Linked DNA regions of Mus musculus: region 1 is linked to region 2. A link is a contact called in public capture Hi-C data. All regions are on one chromosome and are shown on one strand. The core of a region is the stretch at or near the end of the contact, and the rest is flanking DNA. Distances in the headings are between cores, read along the strand shown. Region 1 holds the start of Slc41a1 (solute carrier family 41, member 1). Region 2 holds the start of Cdk18 (cyclin-dependent kinase 18).

Evidence for each region. Capture Hi-C pulls out chosen DNA fragments and counts their contacts.
Region 1: a contact with region 2 is called in a capture Hi-C map of embryonic stem cells, with 2.4 times the contacts expected there. The contact joins the promoter of Slc41a1 here to the promoter of Cdk18 in region 2. A contact is called at or near these places in 4 of 39 promoter capture datasets (cranial neural crest, liver, pre-B cells and 1 more), 1 of 115 datasets of contacts at active chromatin or transcription factors (embryonic stem cells) and 1 of 9 other capture datasets (embryonic stem cells).

What each region holds. Positions count from the first base shown.
Region 1 is chr1:131,826,078-131,832,994 of GRCm38.p6, reverse strand. It overlaps Slc41a1 (solute carrier family 41, member 1), which reads right to left and starts at 4,983. Exons shown (of 11, transcript NM_173865.3): 1 at 4,602-4,983; 2 at 2,005-2,984. The coding sequence starts at 2,373.
Region 2 is chr1:132,135,525-132,142,866 of GRCm38.p6, reverse strand. It overlaps Cdk18 (cyclin-dependent kinase 18), which reads left to right and starts at 3,182. Exons shown (of 16, transcript NM_008795.2): 1 at 3,182-3,457.

The sequences.
Region 1 (6,917 bases), core at 3,734-6,233, 310 kb after region 2:
TTCCTACTCTTGGACCTTGCCATGTCAGAGGTGGAGAGTGAGGGGTAGGGGAGCTGGACCCTACTCTCCCTTTGGCTTTTGTTCACTTTAAAAGCCAATGCCAATCGTTCTGGTTCCCAGTTTGCCCTGTTCTTCAAGACAAGACAAAAGCAGCAGGCTCCTCAGTCTTAAGCCAGTCTGCAAATCCCGGCCATAATGAAGGTCACAGGGGTTACTGACACAAGCTCTGGGGGAGATAACCACTGGTATTTCTATGCCACAGTTTCTCATCCACAAAATGGAGATGCCTTTTTCCTACTTTTTAGGCTTACAGGAAAGACCCCCATTAACCTATGCTAGCATCATCATTATCAGAAACTAAGCTAAATGTCTCCTGGCTCACCACAGGATGCTCGTTCTGTAGGCCCCTTGTTTTCATTCTGTGGTGCTGGGAATGGAAACTGGGGATTTGTGCGTGCTAGGCAAGCACCGTACCACTGAGCTACACCCACAGCCCTGAAGCTCTTTGCAGGCATTCATCGAGAACCCCCAAATGGTAAGAATGAGAACCAAGGCCTCAGAAAGGAGAGGTGAGGGAGACTACAAAGCCAGTCTCATGTCTTCTCCCCTTCTTCCTTCCCCCTGCTCTGAGCAATCAGCGGGGTGGGGTGGGGTGGGGTGGACGGAGAGCCCCAAGCTCTGGATTGGCTTCCTAAGTCCGGGTAGGAACAGTCCTCACAATAACAGGTTTGAAGAGAGGGAAGGCAGCACCAGACACTTTCACCAGCTATAAATATTCTCATTAAGCTTCCTAAGTTGCAAGGTTCAAGCCTCATGGTCTACATGGATGTTACATACAGCACCTACAGCCCACTACCTTCAGTCACCTGAGAAGGACCTGGAGACCCCCATGGCAGTCTCTGTGAGCCCGGCTTGAGTGTTAGCTGGGCACAAAGGGAGGCGAGGCTGAACCTCCTATCCTTTCGGGAGATGTCACAGTGAGGGAGCCCTGGGGCAGGGTGGGGGGAGTGGTCCCCAAGGACCAATCTCCTTCTGCCCCTGTCCTTTGGAGTACCTAGGATAAAGCCAGCATTTAGCAAGCACTAGACATATTCTGATTAGCACTGGTAGAAAGCTGTGTGTGTGTGTGTCACTGAGCTTCAAAAGCTTTAACTTCAAAACAAGACTTTTTCTCTTTCCAACCTGGAGGCTCTTGGTAAGTCCTGACTCACAATGCACTAAATACAGCTTGCCCCTGCTCTGGCTCTTAGTTCCCAGGTGTCCTACCAACTCGTACTGTTTTGTCTATCCAGTATCCTCACAAAGTTTCCTGTTTGCCCAGAGCATGTTTGTGACAGACGAGGAGCAGAGAGGGACGCTCCTGCTAAGGTCTGGTTACATTCTGTTCCCATCCACGACACTTAGAGCTTCTTCAGATCTTATACCACCTTCCCAAACCATCCTCGCTCACCAAGGAGACCGTGCCAAGGATGCACAAAGATCAGCAATACAAAATGCCTTAAGAGCTTTCTCACTGGGTCTGAGACCCTTCCTGACAGCTGAGTAAATTCCTGCCCAGCGGGGGAATGGAGGAGAGGCTTGAAAAGGAGTGTTCTATCATTGGTATCCTTGAAACCTCTGGAGAAAGGAAAGCAGGCGTAAAGAGGAGACCTATCTAGATGTCTCCTACTGAGCTGGAATCAACAGCACTGAGGAGGCATAGCAAGCAACAGGCCTGCTCCTCTCTTCCCACCCCGAGGCTGAGCTCTGGAGTTACATCTGTTACTGTTAGGCAATACTGCTCTGACCACCTCCCTGGGGCTACTTGGCCTCTCTGAAGGTTCTGCAGTAAGTAACAGAGACATCGATGAAACCAAGGATGTAATCCAAAGGGAAAGAGTATTCTAGGAAGCAGCAGCTGCTTCTGACACAGAAGTGGAGAGGAACTTCTAAGAGTCAGTTTCCCCAAAGGCCAAGGTATTGAGCAAGGGCTTGTGAGCAGAGGACACCCTCCTCAGGTCTTACCTGCACAATGTCCAGCACCATGCCAGCTGCCACAGTCCCAAAGCCTGCCAGTAGGAAGGGGAACAGCACTTGCAGTCCAATGGAAAAGGAGGTCTCCTTGAGCGGAGAGGGTGGCGCGGGGCCCCGGTCTGTGCTGACATCGTCACTCTCGTTACTCTGGCTCCCGTTCTCCAGTAGGGCGTCCTCCTCCCGAATTCCCTTGGCGTTAGCTCGGGACTCAATCACTACCACCTCCACCCCATCAGGCCCCAGGAACTCTGAGGTCCCAGCCAAGGGCTCTCGCCCAGGGCCATCCGAAGAACAGGGAGAAGGAGTAGGGCCAGTACCATTCGGCTGGTGGATGTCCTTTGGCTCTGGCTTAGAGGACATGACAGGCAGGGAGGAGAGGAGGGGAGAATTTATTTATTTTTCTTTCTCTCTTCGACTCTGACTTGGGAAAGAACTTAGTCTTGGGGTGAACCCAGGCTTGATTGCCGCAAGACCTCTTCCCACGGCTCTCCACTCCTACCGGGCACTGTAAAAACTGATCTACCAAAAGACAGCCCCATCAAGCAATGCAGCCTGGAGCTGGAAGGAAACAAAGTCCTCACCAGATGCAGCAGCTGCCTCTATGGGTAGTGGGTGCCTGCTCCCAGCAGCTCTGTGTTGTGCCAGGGGCAATCTTTGGTTCTCAGTGGCCAGCTCCTCAGAGCAGGAGCAGAAGAGCTCAACCTGAGTCTGGAGTGCCTGATGCTGCAGCCCTCTCTTGGGAAAAGCTGAATGAGTTCAGATCGTTGAGAACGAAGCCTCAATCTGAGGCCAGGGTTTCTTCTCACTCCTGCTGGGTGGCTTCAGCTTCTCACAGCACCGTGGCTGGGCTCAGCTGGTCCCAGTGTCTGCTATCTTTCCTCTCTCTCCCAGAGATGTCTTCCCTTCTTGAGAGGATCTTGTACTTTCTCAGTTGCCTGGTCCTTAAAGTCACAAGAATTGGTGTGGAACACCTTACGTTGGGAGGAAGGACAAAAAGAAGAGGGGGGGGGGGGAGAATGAATGTTGGTACATAGCAAAAACCAGTTCCTACTAGGATGATCTGCAGAGCATGTGGTGTTACAGGGGTGGCTATTAGCTGTTCTTTTCCTGCTAGAATTACACTGTCCTGCCCCACTTCATGTCGAGATGCAGTGAGTTCTATTCCCAGCAGATTCCCAGCCAGCAAACCACCACCCAAAAGGAGGATGCTTCATAGGAGACCTTGGCATTGCCTCCTGAGCAACCTGGGGTGGGCAGGGATGTGATTAGTTGTTTTCTCGGATCTTGATAAGAACTCAGTATTACTTAAGTATAGTCCCTTATCAGTAAAGTTACAGATTCAGATGCAAACTCCCTACGCATTCACTCTTCTTGAGTGACTTATTACAAGACAGCAACAGCAAGACAGGGCAAACAGAGAGGCTGGTCATTGAGGGGAGCATCCCTAGACCTCTAATTGTCCTAGCCCCCTGCTGGGATGGGAGAGGAAGCCAGGAGAACTCCCCAGGCAACCGGGGCAGGGCAAGCCGGCCAAGACCAAGGCCAAGAACCAGAGGCCTCCTTCTTACTCTTGCCCTTGAAAGTCGAGTGTTACAGAAACCACAGGCTAAACCCTGGTCCAGGCTGCATTTACACTTCTCTCTATGCTAGATCCTGTGAGCCTGTCAGATAGGACCCGGCAGTTAACTAGATTGAAGAGACAGAGGGTGAAGCTACTGTTTATTCCTACATTTTTGGTTGCCTGGCCTTCCCCCTTTCCTCTCGGGTTACTGACAGCCAGACATGGTGTAACTCTTAAAAACAAAAATATCATCGGTAAAAGGTGTAGAAAGAGGAAAGAAAAACAAAGTCAGGCAAATCCAAGTGTCACAAGCTAATATGCATTTACTCCCAAATCATGTCTGTCTTTGCCTGCCCTGCTTTTCTTAGCTTAAAGGAATCCCCACGAATTGCCACCAACTTGTTGCATTTCACCAGCATGGCTCTCAATAGTAAAAAAAAAAAAAAAAAAAAATCCAGAGGGTTTTGCAGGTATGATGAACAGGCTGTTAGTATTCCAAACACTCACAATTAGTCAACTCCAGTTTGGTTAAGGCAGAATCAAACTCTAGGGCCCAAGTTATGAGTCTTCCACTAACTCGGTCACCAGCCAAGCCACCTTAACACAGCACCGTTGTTTTCAAAGATCCTCACTAGTCAGCCAAGAGGAAACACTCAGTCTGAGTCCACCGCCCCCGAGCCAGCAAAGTTTCTGAGTTCCTTCGCTAAAACCTGACTGCCCCCTCCCTCCCGTCTTTCTGGCAGGCCACTTTGACCTGGAAGGGGGCTAGCAAGGGGAGCAGGCCAGTCTCTCAACTACATCAGCAGTAAAGCCACTACCGATGGGCCTCAGGCTCTAGGAAGCCGCGTCTCCTTTCCAAGCGGGGATGGACAAAAAAGCCCGGTTTAGGTATCCCCAACTACAGGGGTGGGGAGGAGGAGTGCCTAGTTGATTTCCGCCGACTCCCGGCAACTCAAGACTGCAAAAGCACTGCGTCCTGGAGTCCCCCGCCCTCGTCTCCCTCCCTCCCAGACCCAACAACACTGACCTGCGCCTTGCTGGGGAGAAAGGGCGCCTGGAGAGTGGTAGCAGGGGCCCGCGGAATTGGGGGATGTAGGGTACCCCCTCTTCTCATCACTCCTCCCCCTCAGCCGTCCTCCTCGAGCCCCCGCGTGTTCCCCGCTACACCCCCAGGCAAGGCGAGCGTCCAACCGCGACACCCGGCTCGCTACATTTCGCTTCTGCCTTCCTGTGAGGCCGCCGCTCCGATTCCACGAGGGGAGGTGGCCTGGTGGGGGGCGATCAGGATATTCCGCCTCGGGCTGGTGTGGACCGGACTGGGCCTGAGATGCCGAGCTCGCTCGTCCCCAATCGCCTCTTGCCCGCGGACTTGGACAAGAGTGTTTGGCTGTGGGTGGCAAACGTGATCTGGGGCAGAGCGGGTGGTAACCCCCCTCCATCAAGAATAGAGTCAGGATGGACAACTGCATCAGCCAATCAGAGCAGGAAAAGGGGCGGGCCCCGCCCAGGCCCCGCCCATTTCCCCGGCGTTTCTTGAGCTGGGGGCGGGGTGAGGGGGAAAACGCAGCAGAGTGACGGGAACTCAGAATTGGAGGGTGTTGTGGGCTCGCGGTGCTCAAGCGCGGGCGGGTGCTGCGCTCCTGAGTTCCCACGGCCTCTCAAGGCGAGCGTTCTGCTACGCATGTACTCCTGAATCTTGACTATCTCTAGTGAGCCTCTGGGCCTTCCAGAAGACCCGAAACCACCCCTTTGAGCCGGCCAGCTGGCGATCGCCCGGGCCGCAGCAGCCATCGCGTGTTCCTTCTCCACGCCCAGTCCCTACCTTCTTCCTGGGCACAGTTCCTATTCATCAGGCTCCTCATCTCTCCTTCCAGGTTCCTTGTTCCTCTGGGCGACTGACCGAACCTTAATCTGCCTTAATAAAGTTCCAGCCTTGATAGGGGTGGGGATGGGCAGACTGGAGGGAAAATTTGGTAGACTCATGGCTGGGGCTACACACACCAATGAGGTAAGGGCGGAGGGGAGCGGGGGTTTCCTTTGACCCAATCGTGGCCCCGTGGGAGAGAAGTCTCCATCCCGGGCGAAATGAACGCCAACTTTCCCTGACGCACCTTGTGGAATCAAAGTGTTTTCATCCTCGCTTTTGCCACTTCCTCCCTGGGGTGTCTTCACTTCATCAATCCAAAATCAGTACCAGTTAGTTCTCTTTGGGTTGTTTTTGTGAAGGGGATGTGACCTCCCTATAAAGGAACTCCCATTTCCAGCCTTTCCCCCTTCATCGGTAGAGTCTATAACCAGAGGTTCCTTTCCTGTCACCTTCTTCCCTAGAAATGTTCCTTGGGGCAACTGAGCATTTTTCTAGACCATAGAGCCTATGACCAGAGGTTCCTTTCCTGTCACTTTCTTCCCTAGAAAGGTTCCTTGGGGCAATTGAGCATTTCTCTAGACCGTTGAATAAGGATAGGATGTATATAGGAGAGAAAAAGAGTGCTGGCTACTGAGCACACATGCTCAACAGCAACTGGAGAGGGCCATTCCTTTGGACAATGATAACAAATGTAGCCACAAAAACCTGTCCCCACCTGCTAATCCAGCAACCCCGGGCTCAGCTCCGCTGCTAGGATATCAAAGGTCTATATTTTTTAAGGGCCCAGCAAATGTCACTGTAGTTGAACTCCAATTTTGGTTTCACAGCCAAGTCTATGTTTGGATATGGAAGTTACTCCTAGATTGGGCAACACTAGGTCTTCGCCAGAAGGACCAGTTTTTGTGCACAATGAGTATAGATTGAGAGGAAAACTAAGACTGATTATATGGCTGCCTGAGTGTTGGCAGTCTTAGCCCTTGGGAGACAGAAGCAGGAGACTCTACAAATATGAGGTCGTCTGGGTCTACCAAGAGACAGTGCCTCATAGTTAGAGTTATACAGTTGAGACTCTGCCTCAAGGCCAAAAACTTTCATCCAATAGCAACTTAAAAACAAAATCTTTGTCCTTCTCTTATTTCCACCCCCATACTCTTTATCTACTTGAAAAGTTTTTCTTTTTAGTCGAAGTAAACTGAACATATGGGAAAGTGCGTAAAACCTAGAGTATGGACCACCAAATTATGGTACAGGGAACAGGCTGATGAAACCACCACCAAAAGGAAGAATTCAGTCATTACTGCCACCCCAGAAGCTCCCTTGGTCACTCTCTCACCCTCTTCCCTAGGGTGGCCTCTGTCTGACACTGTTCATTTTGTCTGTGAGCGCTTGGACTTTCTATAACAGAACCTCTCAGGAGGCACTACTATTCTGTGCTTAGTTTCTCTTACTCATACATCACACATGGTACCATTTGTT
Region 2 (7,342 bases), core at 1,933-4,432:
ATATCCAGCTTGGACTCAATCCCTAGACCAGATATGTCTTGAGCTTTCCACAGTTTTGCCTCTGCCTCCCAAGGAGCTGGAATCACAGCCATGAGCCCCTCTTAGACAATGCCTTTAAAGGGAGGTGAGCTCAGAATTCTGAGGGCAAATACACGCTGGAGACAGGATGATTTGACAGTCTTGGGCCAGGTCGCTGGCCTTATACTGTCTCCACTGTTACCTGTCCTTTGAGAAGCTGTGCTGGGACAGAATAAAGCTTCTGCCCTCTGCTCCGGACAATGTCGCCTTGACACATGACGGTCCCTCTTCACACCTCTCTCTCCGTGGACAGTGAACTGCATGAGAACAGGGCTTGAGCAGAAGGACCTAGGACAGTAGTATACAGCGAGGGCTTCTTAAATGCTTGTTGGGTGGACCAATGACGGTAACCATCTTTACTGCTTGTCAAGTCTGTGAACCAAGCCCTGGGCTAGGTCTTTAGCATTTATTGTCTCTGATTTGCACCACAGATGCATGAGATTAACTTTAGTGTCTTTGTCCTATAGGGTGTAAAATCAGGCTCAGAAAGGTTAGGTCACTTGCCCAAGGTCACACAGTAGTAAAGAGAGCTGAGTATGAAGGCACACTAAAGCCCCAGGGCCCTGTCCAGCCTGGACTCTCTTTACTCTTTTTTTTTCTGGTAGCACAGGCATACGGTTCTACGAATGTTCTAACCATCCCTCAAATCAGGTCCTCCTCTCTCTGCTACTGGGGTGCCACAGTCTAAGACTGTATCACTCGTCACCAGGCTTGACTTCTGACCTTGACCCCGGCCGCTGGAGAGGGTGCCCTAAGGTGACCTGGTGAGATCTCTTTCCTGAGCTGCTCCGTGCTGCTCCGTGTCACCCTGCTGAACCGTGAATCACCTCTGTTCTCTTCCTGTGACCCTCAGCTCAGACGGAGCACGGGGACTGTCCCCGGCGGTCACCCAGCACTGACCTCTGCACTGTATTAGTGCACAACGGGACCGTGTTCTGAAGGCTCAGTTGCCATCCTGTGGCTGCAGGGGGCAAAACCCTGGAGTCAGGGTCCGATGGTCACTGAGCATGGACCCCTGAGGGTAGTGGGGCCCCAGACCACCCTCTCTTCTCTTTGACTCTCAAGCTCCGAGATGAGTGACTTCAATCTTCCACCTGTTCCCAATCATGACATACACTGCCATAGTTCCAAAAGCGACAGTCATTTGTTCACAGACTGGACCCTCCAAAAGCATGCTCTCCTCCCCCTTCCTCCCTCTTCCCCCCTCCACATTCTCTTTATAAGCTGGTTACCTCAGGTGCTTGTTATAGCAATGGAAAGCAGACTTAAGCGTCTTTCTCATTTGCTTCCCTTCCGTACAAACTCCTGGAGGGGAGGGTCCAGGGTGTTATTTATCCTCTGGGCTCAGAAACCTGATTACTGCTTGACATGCAGAAGATGTTCAGAAACTGTTTATTGAGACCTTTTGACCTTACCCCCTGGCTCTCTGAAATTCTACCCTTTGGCCCCATCTTCTCTAATCCTCTAAATACTTAGGCATAGTCCAGCCCTCCAACCTTCCCTGGCATTGACATAGCCTCCCTGCTCCCTGTCTTTGTCATTGTCTTCCTCCTCCTCCTCCCTCCTTCTCCTCCCCCTCCCCCTTTCTTTTCCTCCTCCTCTTCTAGAGAGCATGTCTCACTCCGTGGCTGGCCTAGAATTCATTGGGGAAACCAGGCTGATCTTGAACTTATAGTGATCCTCCTGCCTCTTCCTCCTGAGTGCAGGCCCTCCCCACCACGCCTAAGCCTAGGTTTTCCTAGTTACTCATGGAACAGGACAGGTATCCTCTGTCCCAAATCCAGAGGCTTGGCTGTAGGCACTCTTTGCAGCCCTTCAGCTTGTAGCAGCCACAGCTGCATAAAACACTCATTCCCAGAAAAATCTCCATGCCCTGGTAGGGAAGGTAGCAAAGAGCTGGTAGGCCCTTGTGGGATGTCAGCCACCCATAAGTCACTCTCATGTGGCTGTGACCTCAGGACTCTGTCTTTTAGAAGAAAACTGTCCTCTTTCCAACACCACATTCTCCTCAAAGCAGCCTTCTCAAGGGCACCCAGATTGCAGAAGCTATGTGCCATATCTGCTAAAAGAACAGAGGGCAAGGACCTCTTTGATGTAGTCCCGGCAGAGCACCGGAAGCAAGGATAAAAAGGCCCCAGCATAAGAAGGCTGACCCTCAGCCCACCCCAGCGTTTTTGTGGCGTGCTTTAAACAAACAAAAGGTTTATTTATATTTAGCTTGTGTGCACGCGCGAATTTCGCCCACAGCTGTGTGTATCTAACACATATGTTCTTGGCACCATGGATCAGAAGGTGTCAGATTCCCTAGAACTGGAGCTATAGACAGTTGTGAGCAGTCATGCGGGTGCTGGAAACGGAACCGGGGTCCTCTGCAAGAGCAGTAACTGCTCAGGACTGCTTAACCATCTCTCCAGCGCCCCTGGTGGTGGTTTTTGACCCCTGACGTTAGACAGTGTGGGAGAATGATGTTTGACCTGGGTTCTAAGCCTTGTAGGACTTTGGGCTTCTTCAGTCTCCTTTCTGAGACTTAGTTTCCCCTTGTGTAAACCGAGACCTGACTTAGCATTGCCTATCTGCAAAGCTTCTTAGTTGATTCACTTGGCCAAAAAGGACAGAGTTGTTCCTCTTCATAGTGGAAGAGGGATGCTATGTGGGAAGGAACTCTTCCTCCAGGCCATGGAGAGGCAGAGATGGGGGAAGGGATCAGGGAGATATTATCAGGTAAGTGACAATTTCACACTCCATAAAAGAGAGGAGAATAGGCGAGGCCCTGTGCCCTGAGATCGCACATTAGCTCTTAGGTGCTAGGCGCTGCCCCCACTACCCTCCCCCCACCCCCCGAAATTGGCACTCAGCAGGTTGGGTAGAGACAGAGACCTGTCCGGTGTGGTCCAGGCTAAAGGGCCTCACCCTGTACTTAGTTTAGGGCCAGCTTATGAGGGGAACAGGAAGAAGCACAGGCCTTAGTTCCCAGAGTGGGAGAAAGGGGTGGCCCTGGGACAGAGGGAGAGCAAGGGATTGGCAGTGACTGTGGGCAGGGCCGGTCCGGACAAAGGCGGAGTCAACTTGTACACGTGAAAAACTCTGGCTGGGGCCCGGCTTTTGCCTTCCTCCTCCTCTTACCCACCTTCCTGCACCCCTCCCTTCTCCCTTCTCCCGCAGCTCAGGTTACAGCTTCTTTGGGGGGAAAACCGCTCACCTTTCCAGGGCCAGGAAGAGCCAGGGTCCCGAGTAGGGACCCCGGCGGGGCGCGGGGCAGGGCACCTAAGCCTGGCAGCGCGGCCGCGGAGGGCGGGAGCCGGCTCGCCACGACCGGGACACGCGCAGAGTCCGCCGCGGCGGCCAGAGAGGGGCACCGCGCCGGGCAAGCTGAGCAAAGGTAAGCCGGGCGGTCCTTAAAGGGGCCGACTGCCTTTGCGCTGGAGATTTGGGCAGAATTCCCCAGCTGCCATAGGCGATGGGCGCTCGGCAGGCGCGCTTGCGTTTTATTTTTTTATTATTTATTTATTTTTTTGGTGTGTGTGTGGGGTGAAGGATGCCCTGGGAAAGCCACTCCCAAGTTCCAGGTGCTGAGGCAGAACGCGTGCCCCGCGGGGACTCTGGATCCCGGACTCCCTTTGGCCCTGACCTCCGTCGGAACCCTACAAACGCAAAAGTTCCCCTCCCAGGCACAAGCCAGACGCTAAGTGCTTTCCTTATGGGAAGGACAAGGGTCAGGAGTCCCGATAACGAAGGGATTCAGGAGAGTGTAGGGCCAGATTGCCACCTCGAAGAGCTTTCTGGGCTTTCGTGAACTTTCCAGCCCCACAGGCCATGGGTGGTAGGCCAGAGACCTGGGGAAAACTGAGGACAGGTGAAGCCCCGAGCGCTGGCTGCGTGGTGAGGAGAGTCGCTAGGGAACGTGTCTCTTCTCTTGGGCTAAGTCCAGAGAAGCAATGATCCTCCCCTCCTGTGGACAGCGGTTGATAGCGTGTGGGAAAGGAGGGTGGGTGGCTCGCTCTTCAAACGCATGGCTTGACTGCTCTGTTTGGAGGTCACAAACAGGACTCTGAAAATGGGGTGGGTCAGAGGCTCTGTTCCACGCGGTTGGGGGACAGGCCCCTGATGGCCTTGGGGTTGTTTTCCCTGTACTGAGGGGTCAGCACCCCTCTAGGCTCCAGCGGCCTCATATATTTCTCTTAAGCTTTCCCAGGAGCAGGGGTAGAATTGTGGGATAGGGGCAGTCCTCAGAACCTTCTGAGTTCTGGCTGCTGCCATCTGCCCCTCTTTGTCATCCCAGCTCGGCCTTGAGCAATCTTCCCCAGCCTACCCAGCTGTGTTGTGTGGCCTGGGCCCCGTGGGTCGCAAAGCCCCCACCCTATCAGATGTGAGATTCAATGGAGGCACATAGCCCACAGTGAGGCGGGGTAGGTGGGGATCCAAATCCTTGTGTCTCAAGAACGCATGTCTTTGTCATGCCTTGGGCCTGGGATAGCTTCTGGGGTGTGGCCAACAGGCAGCTATGCCTGTGGACTTGGGCTGCATCGGAGGCTCCCTCTGCCCCAGCTCCTGTCTCCAATCTCTGCAATGTGCCAAGCAAGGTGTCATAATAATGTTATGATAGTTCATGAGTGTTATGATCACTAATGCACTAGCCAAGGAACAGACTGGGGGAGGGGTGGGTGAGAGTGATGTAACGGGTTCAATCCGGTCTACATCTATCTGACCCCAAGCCCGGTCCCAACTCCTGCTCTTCCTGGGCTGGAATTCCCAGGGAGGACAGGGGTAGTTCTCTAAGTAATCAGGCTCCCCAGGCAGACCCAGGCTTTACCAGAGGGACAATAATCTGAGAAACAAGTGGATTCCTAGTCTGGGATTGTTCGGGGAGGGGATAGCTGCCCTGAGATCCAGAGGGAATGGGATTGTGTTTCTCTCCAAACCCTGTGTTCTCTGTCAGTTAATTGATCCTGCTCCCAGGGGAAGAGGCCGCTCTTCATAGGGAAAAAGCCTGGCTTGGGTCTTCTGACTCCTACCTCACTCTAGCCTTCTCTTCTGCCCCTCCTCCTCTTCCTCTTCCTCTTTCTCCTCCTCTCCCTTCTCTTCCTCCTCTCCCTCCTCCTCCTCCTCCTCTTCCTCCTCCTCCTCCTCCTCCTCCTCCTCCTCGTCTTCTTCCTCCTCCTCTCCTGATTCCATCTTTCCTTCTCTGAGTTTGGGACCTGAAGATGAGAAAGGATGGTCAAATCTAAGCCATTTCTAGAATCCTCCTATTGATTTTGTGGCTCCCAGCAAACTCTCGAACTTGCTCAGTGTTCTGTTTGGAGAGGGGCTCCTGGTAGGGAGGGCTGTTATTGTATAACACATGGAAGCCGAGGTGATCATGTGGTGGTGAGGCCTGGGAAAGGCGATGTCCTAGTCATACCCCGTGGCTGACTCTGGGGCGGAAGACCATGAAACCCCGGCAAGCCAAGGCCTTGGCTAGAAGTTTCCCCCCTTTTGGTTGGAGAGGAGAGTTCTCTATAAGAAATGGGTGGGTGGGTGGGCTGAATGGAAACATGTCAGGAAAGGCCAGCAGTCTGTGCCAGGTACTAAGCCTTCTGGGTACTGGTGGGTCAGGTAGGCTGCAGGACTTTGGCAGGACCCTGCGCCTGGGGTAAGAGGACCCTTTCCTGGGACTTAATTATTTGCAGTCCTTGTTCTGCTCTGCTGTCCACAAGGGACTGACTGGCTGAGTTCCAGGTCTACCTGCTTAGCTCCACTCCTTTGGGAATAAGTCACATTTCTTTCCCTGGGCTGTGTGTCCCCCAGTAACCCTTTCTCTCCTCTTCCCTGGACCCTTCACCTTCGCTCTCTAGGCATTCACTGCTGAGCTGGCACTTTCCCATCTCAGAGGGTAGGAACACACCAAGGTTAGCACTGGCTCCTATACCTGAGTGTGCTCACGTACACACACACACACACACACACACACACAGACCTAGACCCAGAGGCTGTATATCACTATAGGGCTGGAGGCCAGACCCAGCAGGCCTGTGGCAGAGTATCAGGGGGAAGGACAGAGGATCCGGGTGCATTTCAGCCTGGTCAGTCTGCTGGAGCCGTGTGCAGAATGTTCCGAAGGCCCTGTCAGCTGAGGGGGTGGGATCGGGAGGCAGGGTCTGAGGTTTGGCTTTGGATTGAAAAGGGTCCCAGAGCTGCCTGGTAGCAAGCAGGACCCTGGTAAGTCAGGACACACTTCCAGGGAAGACACTGGCCCAAACTTTCTGGGTATGTACACCCTGGATATGCCATGCCCTCCTTTTGACTCAGGGTCTCTCCTCGTTGTCCTGGTTGTCCTCAGAATGCAGGCCAGGCTGGTTTTGAACTTACAGAGATCCACTTGCTCTCTACCTCCCAAATGCTAGGAGACTAAAGGCAAGTGCCATCATGCTGGGCTGACTCTTATTTATTTATTTATTTATTTATTTATTTATTTATTTTTAATTATGTGTGTTTAGGCCAGAGGTTGGTATTGTCAGATATCTTCTTAATTATGCTTATGGCTGTTTTGTTTTGTTTTGTTTTGTTTTGTTTTGTTTTGTTTTGTGTTTTAATCTTTCCTTGAGACAGGCTCTTGCTGAGCTTGGAGCTCATCCTTTTGGTCAGGCTAACTGGCCAGCCACCTGTCCTTGGGCTCCCCTGTTTCTGCTGCCTATTAATGGGGTTACAGGGCTGCACTGACCTTTCCATAGATGCTGGGGATTTGAACTCGTCCTCTCCCCACCCCCACCCCTACCCCCATTAGCTGATGTGTTCCTTGGGAACAGGCAAAGTGGGAAGAATGGCCCCAAATGGCTGGTTGACTTTTCTTGTTCACTATTTACAAGCGCATGTCTCCTGCCAGCCGCTGGTGGGGGCCGAGGCTCAGTGAGTATAACCCTGCCCCTGCCACTCAATAGCTGGTTGCCTTTGGGTCAGCAATTTGCTCCCCCGCAAGCTCCAACTTCCCAAATTTAAAATGGTTCATGTGGTTTTGAGGATTGCAGTGAGGTCATGTCTCCCATAGGCCTTAGCTTCTTGCCTTACCTGATGTCATCATGGAGGGCCGATGGTGCATGGAGTCTTTTCTGACGGCAGGATCTCTGTAGTAGGGAGAGACAGAAGGGCTCCATCCCAGGGTAGGAGGAGAATTCTCTTACGGCATCCCCTGCCTCACTCTGCCTTATCATCTCAGGAAATTCTGAGAAAGCTCCAGCGTGATTTCTGCCCATTCACTTTACGCCCACTCCCTCTCCAGTCTGGGGAGCCC